Regions from separate parts of the Mus musculus genome. Here region 2 is linked to region 1. The links are chromatin contacts, called in public ChIA-PET maps. All regions are on one chromosome and are shown on one strand. Each heading gives the region's core, a stretch centred on a gene start, on an enhancer-like site or on the middle of the called end of the contact. The rest is flanking DNA. Distances are from core to core; before and after follow the strand shown. Region 1 holds the start of 2810029C07Rik (RIKEN cDNA 2810029C07 gene). Region 2 holds the start of Ppp1r13b (protein phosphatase 1, regulatory subunit 13B).

The links. ChIA-PET counts read pairs in DNA pulled down with a chosen protein or histone mark.
Region 2: a contact with region 1 is called in an RNA polymerase II ChIA-PET map of effector CD8 T cells, with 20 read pairs. The contact joins the promoter of Ppp1r13b here to the promoter of 2810029C07Rik in region 1. A contact is called at or near these places in 1 of 39 promoter capture datasets (pre-B cells), 3 of 115 datasets of contacts at active chromatin or transcription factors (effector CD8 T cells, memory CD8 T cells and pancreatic cancer cells) and 3 of 9 other capture datasets (adipose tissue, liver and pancreatic islet).

Annotation. Positions count from the first base shown.
Region 1 is chr12:111,572,559-111,578,649 of GRCm38.p6, forward strand. 2810029C07Rik (RIKEN cDNA 2810029C07 gene) reads right to left here and starts at 1,844. Exons shown (of 2, transcript NR_045295.1): 1 at 1,315-1,844; 2 at 1-1,182. Mark3 (MAP/microtubule affinity regulating kinase 3) reads left to right here and starts at 1,963. Exons shown (of 18, transcript NM_001370744.1): 1 at 1,963-2,543. The coding sequence starts at 2,493.
Region 2 is chr12:111,906,465-111,912,210 of GRCm38.p6, forward strand. It overlaps Ppp1r13b (protein phosphatase 1, regulatory subunit 13B), which reads right to left and starts at 1,591. Exons shown (of 17, transcript NM_011625.1): 1 at 1,398-1,591. The coding sequence starts at 1,406. Gm51962 (a long non-coding RNA gene) reads right to left here. Exons shown (of 4, transcript XR_003950155.1): 4 at 4,025-4,065.

The DNA of each region.
Region 1 (6,091 bases), core at 594-3,093:
CTCAGAGTTTAATGTGTCGCTTGAGTGAGGAAGTCCCCCTGGGGGAAGCCTCGTGACCAGTTACTTCTCTGGCCCGTGTGGGTGCTCTGAAGTGTCCACAGACCTCTGTAAAGCTCCTGCCGGAGAGAGGCTGACAACCTTCTGGGAAGTTTCCCCAATTCTTCAGGAGCCAGTGCTGAAGCACCAGAATTCCTCAGGGTGGAGGGGAGAACTTGTTTCGGGCCATGTCTAACTCTCCCTGGCTCCTGCCTCTCACATGCTCCTGTTGAATTTCCTTGGATTCACCCTGTTGTTTCTCACCTCCGTGCTTTTCTGTATTAGGCTAAACTGGGTGTCTGACAGGCCCTAGGCATCACTCTGTCTCTTCAGCTATCATTCCATCTTCAGAGTAAGTATGCCTTCTGTAAGTCTCCCCTTAGACCCACGAGTGGGATAGGATGCCCTCGGTTGGTCTCTTAGCTGTGGAGCACGTGTCCACTCATCACAACCTACATTTCAGTTGAACTGTGTGGAGCAAACATTTGATTCAGAGGCTTTCCTCTGCAGTCCTCTGCTTAACCAAAAAGGGAGAAAGAGAATAACATTTAATAACCCATCTGGTGCCCCGAGCACACCCCTAAGAGGGTGAGATAGGAGCTCTGAGTGCGTCTTGGCCCCGGCTTGTTTTGTCTTGGGACCCTCTGGCCTCTCTGGATGTGATGCTGGTGTTTGAAGATCTGTTGTTTCACAAAGCAGGATACACCAGGATATCGGGGTGTTGGGGGGGCAGAACCAAAGCAAGCAAACAAAACATAAGAAGGAAAGAAAGCAAAGTTTAGTCACTCACAAGTTTAGCCATTTCTAAAGCTGTAGGAATGGGGTTCAGATCCTTCTATAACCAACACCACCGATGGCCTGGGTAAAGTAACCAACTTACCCAGACTTTAGGTCACGTGCTGTGCCTGAGCATCTTATGCGGCTACACTGAGGCTTAATGAATAACCGGCACAAGGTGGACTATTAGTAACAGTTTGTCTTACCCCGGCTCACATAGCCCTCCCTCCTCTACCAATGGATTCTCTCCTTAGAAGACATAAAGAGGTGACACGCTGAGCAGGCCTTCTAGAAGAGGCAGCATATTCAGAGTTCCACCTGCAGGTCACTCCCTGGTCCAAGCCTGTAGCAATATCGCTCTTCAGAAGACTGAAGTAAGAGAGGGAGAGGCGAGAGAGGAGGAAGGAGAAAGGGACAGAGGGGAAAAGTGAGGGATAGAGGGAGTGAGAGAACGAAAGGGAGAGGAAGAGACAGAGAAATATTGATTATATAAGCCCCTACCGGCATTTAGGATCTGATCCTGGGGGCGTCTACGTGATCTCATCGAGTCCCTCTTCCCAGCTTTTTGTGCTACCTTGTTATTTTATACTTCACTCTTTCATCCGAATGGGTATTCAATTGAGCCGGCTCCGATAACCAGTGGCTCCTTAGTCAGAGGCAAAAAAGTTCTTTGGCTGGATGCTAGATGCCTCGGTTACGAAGCAGGAGCCTGGCTCCTTCCTCTTCAGCTAGACCAGTGACTGCTGCTTCGCTGCTGGAGCTCCATCCTTTGCAGCGTGGCCGCGGGAAAGAAAAGTCAATTTTTGCAAACAGTAGGCTCTTCATGTGTAGTATAATCCAGACAGCCTAGATCTGTACTCTGCAAATGCCAGCCCAGCAGTCGGGCACAGGATGCCCTCTAGGGAAGTGGTCCGGAGGGGTCAGGGATGCCCAGGCAATCTGGACCATTGGAACTCTCCGCCCGCTAGAGAGGAGACCAAGCAAGACCTTTCCGACGGCACCACCCCCTCAGACCCAACAGGACGAGTCGCCCCTAGCAACAGCAGCCGGCAGCTAGCTCCGACCGCGCTGATTGGCGGAACTCCAGGCGGCCGTAGCGTCACTTCCGGCAGCCGGAGGCAGCGGAGGAAGCCGAGGCGCGGCCATCTTGAGTCTGTAAGGCTCCTGAGGTGCCGGGAGCGGCGGTGGCAGCCGGCAGGGCGAGGCCGGGCGGAAAGCGAGCCGGAGAAGGGAAAGCAGCCGGGCGTGGGCGCCTCCTCCGCGGCTCCCTCCATGGTCGGCGCCTGCAGGCCGCGGCGGCCTGTCTTGCGCTCCATCTCCGCTCCATCCTCCTGCGCTGCTGCCTCTTCAGGGGCTGCCGGCCGCGCCGTGTCGAGCCCCCGGGGCTGAGCTCCGCGGCGCTGCGGCTGCGAGCGGCGAGGAGGCGCGGGGCCCGCGAGGCCCGTGAGGTGCCCTGAGGCTTGCGGCGGCGGCCAGCCGGCCCGCTTCCAGTGCGGCCGCCGGCGCTGGGGGAGAATGAGCCCCGGGGCCCGCGGGCGCACGGCCCGGGCCAGGCCGGAGATCTAGACTCCGGCCAGGGAGGGCAGGGCCCGGAGGCTCGCGGCCGCTGCTCGCCGGCCGCCCAAAGCTGGGCGGTTTTGTTTTCGCCTTGGCGTTGTGCGGAATCAAAGCGCAATAAGATGTCCACTAGGACCCCTTTGCCAACGGTGAATGAACGAGACACTGAAAACGTGAGTGGACTGCGCTGCAGGGTGGCAGACCCTCAGGGTGGTAGCAGGGGGATCCAGCCCAGATGCTCCAGGCAGGGGTCAAGGCGCAGCCCTGTCCTGCGGCGCGCGTGCGGCCTGCGCGCTGTCCTTACGGTCGGCTGAGCATTACCCGTCCGTGCGCTGCTGCGGCCAGTGCGCGGTTGAACACAACTCTCCTCTTAACGTCGGGCAGGGTCTGAGCCTGCCAGTCAGACCTAGGTGCAGATTAATAGGATCCAATCGGGTCGAGCGGAGCGCCCTTTAAAAGGGGACTAAGTTTAATGACAACTGCCAAAACTAAGTGCCCCGTGGAGAGATCCTTGTGGGCCCCCGTAGTTCCCGCACTCACAAGAGTAGTTCTCTGCTCCAGAGCCGCTGCCTTTATCAAGGAGTAGCTTCCCGTCCTTGGCAAAGCTAAATCTGTTCGGAAGCAGCGGGCTGAGTGTTTTGAGAAGCAGATGTGAAGCTCTGCTCTGTTCTGCTGCCCGGCCGAGGGACACCCACTGGGTTGCCTTTTCCTTCCGCTGCAAAAGGTTGGCTTGGAGTAGCTCTCAGGCCCGGTCCAGTGTGCACACCCAGCAAATCTATGTAAAAGGATTTTGTTGGAAAGGACCTGCAGAACCAAACCAAACCACAGCCTGGAGCAGCATTGCTAGGGAGTGACAAACGTGTAGTAGAAGTTCTACTGAAGAAATGTTTGACCTGCCCAAGTGTTTTTTGAACTCTTCTTCCGCATCGGATTCCAAAGTGTTCCAGCCTAGCTTTGTCCTCTGTAAAGCATTTAGTAAATAACTTGTAAAGAAACTTCACTGGCCTTTCATTATGCGGAGCTATGAGGTAACTGCTGGCAAGAAAATGCAGTCTCTTTGGAAAAGCTTTCATGCTTCGGGTGTTTTCATGCTTTGAAAACCATCCTTAGACATGGTGACCTAGTGGTATCAAATGCCTTCATTTTAATCTTCAAAATGACACTTGTGCTTGATAGCTATTAGGTAATTTAATCTATTTGGTCTAAGTCATCTCTGTGGTGTGTTACTATACAGTTGTATATGTTCTTCCCCCTGAGATAGATAGAAGATTTCCTAACTGGGAGAGCTTAGACTAGACCTTTTCCCTCCTCTTCCTTCCTCACCCTTCTCCCCTTCTTTCTCTTTTTTTTCTCTTCCTCACTTCTTTGTTCCACAGTTCTTGCTGTGTTGCTTGGGCTGTCTAAGGGAGCCTCTGCCTCAGTTTCCCCACAGCAGAGGATACAGACACATCCACCTGAGACCTTTCCTCTTTATGTTCTTTTGAAGAAACTTATCTTTGACCTGATTGATCATCATATTCTTTGGCTACCCTAAAAAATGAAGCAAGTAAATCAGTTGATTGGCTTTGATCATTGAAATCAAAACTTTAGGTAGAACTAGAACTTATGCTTTCTAAATTGAAGAAACAGGTTTATGATAATGAAAGACACCATTTTAGTCTTCTTTAAATTTCTATACTATCATCTGTCTGTCTATCTAATCTGCCATGTCTGTCTGTCTGTCTGTCTGTCTATCTATCTATCTATCTATCTATCTATCTATCTATCTATCTATCTATCTATCTAATCTGCCATGTCACTGTGTAGCTCTGGCTATCCTGGAATTCTCTATGTAGACTAGTGACCTGCCTGCCTCTGCCTCTGAAGTGCTGGGGTTTAAAGGCATGCTCCACCCTGCCTGGCTTTAACAGTATATTTCATGGGGGTGGGAGGACTCAAGGAGAAGTAGTCTATTTTTAGTCTGGAATGCATGGTTTTAGGTAGTTATTTGTGATTATTTTAGACTGAAGTGGCTCATTCTTCCCATGTTCTTTGTCAATTTGTTAAGTTGTTTTGTGATTTTGTATGTGGTAGAATTGCTACCTTTGTTTTTAAAAACAACCTAAGGGCTAGAAATGTGCCTCAGTGATAGAGAGAAAACTTTAGGATGTGAAGGATGCCTTATTCTTTTTCTTTTTCCTTTTCTCTTCTTTTCTCTTCCTTCCTTCCTTTCCTTTCTTCTTTCTTTTTTTGGTTTTTCCAGGCAGGGTTTCTCTATATAGTCCTGGCTGTCCTGGAACTCACTTTGTAGACCAGGCTGGCCTCGAACTCAGAAATCCATCTGCCTCTGCCTCCCAAGTGCTGGGATTAAAGGCGTGTGTCACCACCGCCCGGCATATGCTTTTTGTTTTTGTTTTGTTTTTTTGGTTTTTTTGGGTTTGGTTTTTTGAGACAGGATTTCTCTATATAGCCTTGGCTGTCCTGGAACTCACTTTGTAGACCAGGCTGGCCTCGAACTCAGAAATCCACCTGCCTCTGCCTCCCGAGTGCTGGGATTAAAGGTATGCGCCACCACGTCCCGCGCTTTTTGTTTTGAAGATAGGATTTCTCTGTGTATATCTGGCTGTCCTGGAACTCACTCTGTAGACCTGGTTGGCCTCAAATTTAGAGGTCTGCCTGCCTCTGCCTTCTAAGTGCTGGGATTAAAAGGTGTTTGCCATTGGGTTGGAGAAATGTCTCAGCTACTAAGAGCATCGACTGCCCTTTCAGAGGTCCTGAGTTCAACTCCCAGCAACCACATGGTGGCTCACAACCATGTAATGGGATCAATGCCCTCTTCTGGTGTGTCTGAAGACAACTACAGTGTACTCAAATAAATAAAGTAAATAAACCTTAAAGAGAGAGAGAGAGAGAGAGAGAGAGAGAGAGAGAGAGAGAGAGAGAGAGAGAGAGAGAGGGGCTTGCCATCACTGACCAGCCACTTTAAATTTATTATCTTATTTATTTAGGTCTTTTGTTTTTGTTTTTTTGAGACGGGGATTCAATATGTAGCCCTGGCCACTCTGAAACTCACTCTGTAGAAGAGGCTGGCCTCAGCCTCAGAGATATGCCTGCCTTTGCCTCTCTACTGCTAGGATTAAAGACATGCTTCACTGCTACCAGGTGCATAATACTTTTGAGATTGTGGTTTTTTTTTTTTTTTTTTTTTTGGTTTTTTGAGACAGGGTTTCTCTGTGTAGCCCTGGCTGTCCTGGAACTCACTCTGTAGACCAGGCCGGCCTCGAACTCAGAAATCCGCCTGCCTCTGCCTCTCAAGTGCTGGGATTAAAGGTGTGCGCCACCACCGCCTGGCGAGATTGTGTTTTAAAGTGTATTAATAGTTCATTTCTTTTTATTGCTAATTAGTATTCCATCAGATGTATCATGATTTTTAAAAAAATTCTTTAGCCAGTTGGTGGTCATTGGCTGTTATGACTAGAGCAACTTTGCATTGTGTGTGTGCCTGTGTGCATGTGCGCACGTGTGTGTGTGTGTGCATATGCTTGTGTGTGTGTGTGTATGCATACACTTGTGTGTGTGCACATGTGTGAACTAAGCTGGCTTCAACTCAGGAATTCACTTGCCTCTGCCTCCCAAGTGTTGAGATTAAATTTGTGGACCACTTCATCCTAGCCTTTTAAGAAGCTCTGGCTTCTTTTTTTTTTAAGATTTTATTTATTTGATGCATGTGAGTACACTGTAG
Region 2 (5,746 bases), core at 341-2,840, 330 kb after region 1:
ATGGAGCCAGTAAGAAAAGGGAAGAAATAAAGTGTATCTTGTAAAGATTAGAATCTCAAACTGAAACCCCAAAGCTATATTTAAAATGTGGTATGGCATTCTGCTCAACAATTCTGAAAAGCGTCCTGACTGATCTTCATGATGGTACTTCAAATACTGATATGTTCTTATCCCTATTTTAGAGGGAATTCAGTCTCAACTCTGTCAAGGACACAATATGAAGAGGTACCAGAACAATTATTTGACCCCAGCTCTTCTGACGCCCACTTAGTGCTCTTTCCATTACAAGGCAATCGTTTAAAAACATGCTTAGCATTCAACAAGCCTAACACCAAAGGATTTAAGGATCAAGTAGGTTAAATCTTAAAACTCCACCAACACCAGGGGTTGGAATCAGTTCAAAAGGAGGGAGAAGAGATTATCAAGAAACAGGAAATTATTTGAAGGGGTGGTGGTTTGTAAACTAATGAGCTTGGGTGCAGCATAGCAGAACGACAGTATTCAAGTAAAAATGCAGAGACATATTTCCCCTCTGAAACGTGATCTTTCCACGTAGGCTTCAATTTTTTTTTTCTGTGGATCTGGGATATATAAACTCAGTGATAGAAACACTGGCCTAGTCCTGCAAAGCCCAGGTTTGACCCCCAGCACTTCTAAAACAAGCGAACAAAAAAAAAAAAATAGATTGTGTGTTATTTTATTAGTCTGAGATTTTTTTACTCAATAGACACTCTAAAAACAACACGCCCAACTGGGTACAATCTATGTCACGTTTTTTCCCATTAATTACGACGTATACACTTCACAAAAAGCCTATTTAAAAAAGGAGAGAATTCAGCATCCACTGCTGCTTGTACCGCACGCAGGTAAAGGAAAAGGCAAAGAAGGTGGCAACCCCCAAAACGAAGGTCTTCCTGGCCAAAAGCATCCTTAAGAGCAGGACAAAGGCTCGAGTGACACACAACCGGCTCAACCTTAAGGACATAGGGACATCACGCCAGGTGGAGCAAATGTACCCACGGAGAAGCCTCGGCAAGGGGATTCCTAAGATGGCTCTCTGAATCCACGCACGGCATGCGTTCCTCCCAGTGCAGGGGAAACACATATTCCGAGCGTGCGAACACCGCACCCGGGTGCCCTCGCCGAGGAAATCGAGGCACCGGTCGCTGGCCGGGAGGGGCCGTACACGCCGCAGCCCCGCGCAGCCCGCAGCCCTGCGGAGGCCGCTCGCCCTGTCGGCGACCCCGCCCACGCTCGCTCTCTCGCCCGCCCGCTGACAGCCGCCGCCCCCACCTGCCCCTGCGCTCGCTCGCCCTGCACGCCCGCCCGCCGCTTCCTCCCTGCCGGGCCCGCCTCGCGCGGGGGCCGGGGAACGAGGCGCCGCCGCCCGCACCCACCGGCATCATCGCGGCGCCGTCCGCCGCGCCCGCGCCGCCTGACAGGACGCCGCTCCGGCCGCCTCACAGGCCTCGCACCCGCTGCGGCGCCCTGCGGCCCGGCTGCGGCGAGGCGGCAGCTGCGGAGAGCCGCGCAGCCCTCGCTCGTCCTGTCGCGCCGCCCCGCGTGCCGCGTCGCCGTCCCTCAGCCGCCGCCACCGCCTCTGCCGAAGCCGGCCGCCTTCCGCCACCCACTCGGCTCACCCCGCAGGCTGCGGAGGCCCCGCCCCACGCGTCGCTCCCCCACCCGCCTACGCCACCTATGATTGGTCCGGTGGGGGTAGGCGGGATAAGAGGGCGGGGCTTCTCCGCCGCGGCCAGGTGAGAGCGCGCTCGTGCGCGTCTGCGCTCTCGGCGGCGGGGGAGGGGCGCGCTGCGGACGCCGACCCCGCCCCTCCTCCTGCATACCAGCAAAGGGGGCGTTGGGGCGCCCAGGGACCTCCGAACCTTGTGTCTGCGAGACTTCGGCTCAGGGTCACCTCGGACGAATAGGAAGCAAAGGACAGAGAGGAAAGGGCGGCTGGGTCCGGCCCACAGTCGCGACCGGTGGAGACTCGAACCTCTCAGGTCCGAGAGGCCAGTGGCGAGCTGGCCACAGACCAACTCTGACCGTAACATATACCCTAGGTGTCCAGCGCTATGCGAGGCTACAGGCCGGATCCTATCAGGCGGGCACAGGGTGTCCCCGATGTGTCTGCATCAGCCGATTGCATACCGCTCAGTGTCCCGGGCCCCAGAGACCTGGGACTCTGCCCCCGCTTCCACCGCGGGCTGAGCCATTGAAGCCTTCCTGGACAGGACATACAGGCTCTCAGCCTCAGCCCTTCACACGATCCATCCCAAGACCGAAGGACCCATCCCCACCTGTGTCAGTATCCTTGGAGATCCAGCTGGAACGTCCCAGGGCAGAGTCCAATCTGTACCTTCAGGGTCCAGGTCTGTCCTTAGAATGCTGTCTCCTGTGTCATTTTTCCCTCCAACTAGGGAGCCTGAGTGACAGAGGGTAGAGCAGGCCCCAGAGCAGACCCTCAGCAGAGGCTGCCGGGTGGGCAGGCACCCTTTCTGAGTACTCCACATTGTGCCATTTGCCTGAACTCTGACAGATGAGACACAACGGCTGATGAGCTGCACCGGGCTTAAACTTCCATGAGATTCCAGAAACATGAAGACAGCTGGATGACCCCAAACACAGAAAGGGTAGATCACCTTGGGAAGTACCCAACCCCTGGAGAGGGCAGCAGATGTTGATCAGGGGCAGTTTATAGCCTGTCTGGTTCTCTGAGTGGCGGGAGGCTGCTGCTAAGTCGGGGCAGAGAGAGGGAGGAGGCCAGAGTTACACCAGCCCCCTTATGGGCAGCCACACCTGAGCTTAAGAGGCCATGGGGGTTAGTGATTGAGAGCGTGGACTTTCCAGTTGAACAGACTTGGTTCCACACCACTGCTGACACACCCTCGCTGTGTGATCTTCAGCGAGCTCATATCTGTCATAGGATGTGGTAGGATAATAGTACCTCTCTCTCAGGTGTGATGTATGAATACTTCGAGCAGTTTGTGACACGTGCCAGCTGCCCTGTGAATTCTGTAGTTACGTTATCGTTAGCAAGCAGGTTTGGTGTAAAAATGTCCCTAGGGTTTTAAGACTGAATACATGTGGACCATGAATGGTCAGTGACACACCCTTTCTGGGAACAGGATTGAGTGGTTTCAATCAGATGTCAAGAGACCTGGGTCCCAGTTCCAGCTCTGCTTCATTTCCTGCGAGGTCTCAGGCAGCTCATAATGTTTCTCTGAGCCTTGCATTTCCCATCTGAAGCAGAAGCAGGCTTAGATTCCATCGTCTCTGGGGCCTTCCAGTCCTGATGCACTAATGTCCCTGAGCTGTAAAGGGATAGATGCTTGTGCCCAACAAAAGACAAGCCCAGAAAAATGTCACCCACTCTCCTGAGAGGACCTTCACTACAAGATCTTACCGGAGGCGGGGGGAGGAGAAGAAGAGGTTTTAGGGGAACTGGAGAGATGACTCAGTGCCAAGAGCACTGACTGCTCTTCCACAGATTTGATCCCCAGAACCCACATGGCTGCTCACAATTCTGTGTAACTCCAGTTCCAGGGAATTACATCCTCTCTTGTCCTCTTCAAACGGGCACACACACGTGGCACACAGACATATACATAGAAACAAATACAATTTTTTTTATGTATGTATATGGTCTGTGTCTATTGATGCAAACATGCATTTATTTCATCTATAAAGTCTGTGTGTATTGATGCATACATGCATTTATTTCATCTCTAAGGTCTATGTGTATTGATGCACACATGCATCTGGAGGCTTTAGCTGCCTGGAGCTGAAGTGACAGGCGGCACTTGAGCGGCCTAACCTGAGTGCTGGGAACCTTCTCAGTTCTCTAGAAAAGCAGCAATTACCCTTAACCACTGAGCCATCTCTCAAGCCTCTTACTCTTAACCTGCAGAACTTATGGGTACAGAATGGCAGCTGCCTGGCTCTTCAGTGATGCCCCATGTGTCTTCCAGAATTGCCTCTAGGTAGTACTTACCAGGCCAGGCTGGCCAGCAGGTTCTTTCCATCCCAAAGGTCACATCATATTCAGGCCCCATCTTCTTGTGCCTCAAAAAAGACATTTATAATTGCCTCCCCACCCCATCCCTGACTTTAGCATCCACCAAGCTGCAACCATTTCCCACAACTCCTGAACACAGACACAGATTCACCATAATCCCTTTAGCATCTCCCATCGTCTACACCAGGGTTCACCAGAATCACATTAGTGGTGGAATGCAGGCATTAGGGTTTATAAGATGCCCAGATTGTGTGAGAGGTCTAGAAGAGAGTTGGTGCCAGAGAGAAGTGAGGCACGGCTGAGCTGTGACTGGTAAATCTTCAGTAGTCTTACGTCGGGATGAGGAGTCTGTGGGGCGTGTGTACTCTCCTCTGTTATGTGCCTTTCTAGTATTGTATACTAAAAATGGTTAAGTATCCTTCAAAGCAAATTAAAATGCCCTTGAAGAAAATTAGCATATACTCATATTTGCATAATGAAATTCAGGCAAGGTTCCACAGAATACAGGAATGCCTGCAAGTGGGAATAGAAACCCGGAACACCAGGGACAGATATAAGTCGGACTTGGCACAATTAGGTGACTTTTGTTTTATAATAAGTCTTATCTTCAGAACAGTCTTAGAGCTAAATATTTACAACGCCTTTGCAGCCGCCCTCACGCGTACAGGGCTTGTGTTCCAATAAGCAGACTGACATGGAACATGTTGTGCGTGGAAGGTGTAGTGAGCGTACCTGCAAGCTATCACCTCAGCAGTAATCCATAGAACCCCAGAGTACCATTTCCTGGTGAGCGATCGATCACACAGTTGACTGGGAGTTACGACTCTCCTGCCATCCAGAGTCACCACAGCGTATTGAACCCCACACTAATTGCCCACACAAAGATCAAAGTCCAAAATGCGAAATATGGTTTCGACCGAACTCTCATCTCCCTTGCACCACCTTAAAGGAAAAGAGCCTTCAGTGAAACCATGTGTAGGGTGTGGCCCTCTGTAGACTTTTCCTGCCGGGTTTCCTCTAATTATCATTATTCTTCTGAGGGTGTGTATGTGTTTGTGTGTGCGCATGTGGTATGTGTGCCGGTGAAGTCCCATGGGTGATGCTGGTACCAGCCTTAGTTGCTCTCCCCACCTTATTGTTTCTGATTATTTTTAAGCTTTATTTTATGTGCATGGGCGGTTTTGCTCCATGTATGTCTGTGCACCACATGTGTGTCTGTGCCCGTGGGGACCAGAAGAGGGCACGAGATCCTCAGAACTGGAGTTACACATGTTACACATGGTTGTGAGCCATCTGGTGGGTGCTTCGACTTGAACCCAGGTCCTCTGGAAGAGCTCTTCACTGCTGAGCAGTCTCTCTAGTCTTCCATCTTGTTTTCTGAGACAAGGGCTCTCACCGGATCAGGAGCTCTGGATTACTTCTAGTAGAGTAGCCATCAAGGACCTGCCTGTCTCTGTCTCCCCAGCACTGTGGCTGCAGGTCTATGAATCTGTGCCAGTTTGGTTTGTTTGAGTTTCGGTTTTGGTTTTGGTTTTTCAAGACAGAGTCTCTCTGTGTAGCCCTGTCTGACCTGGAACTCACTCTGTAGACTACAGTGGCCTTGAACTCAGAGATCTTCCTGCCTCTGTCTCCTGAGTTCTGGGATTAAAAGTGTGTGCCACAATAGCCAGGCTCTGTGTCAGTTTTTTTTTACATGGGTCTCCTAGTTTGCATTCTGCTACTGCCAGA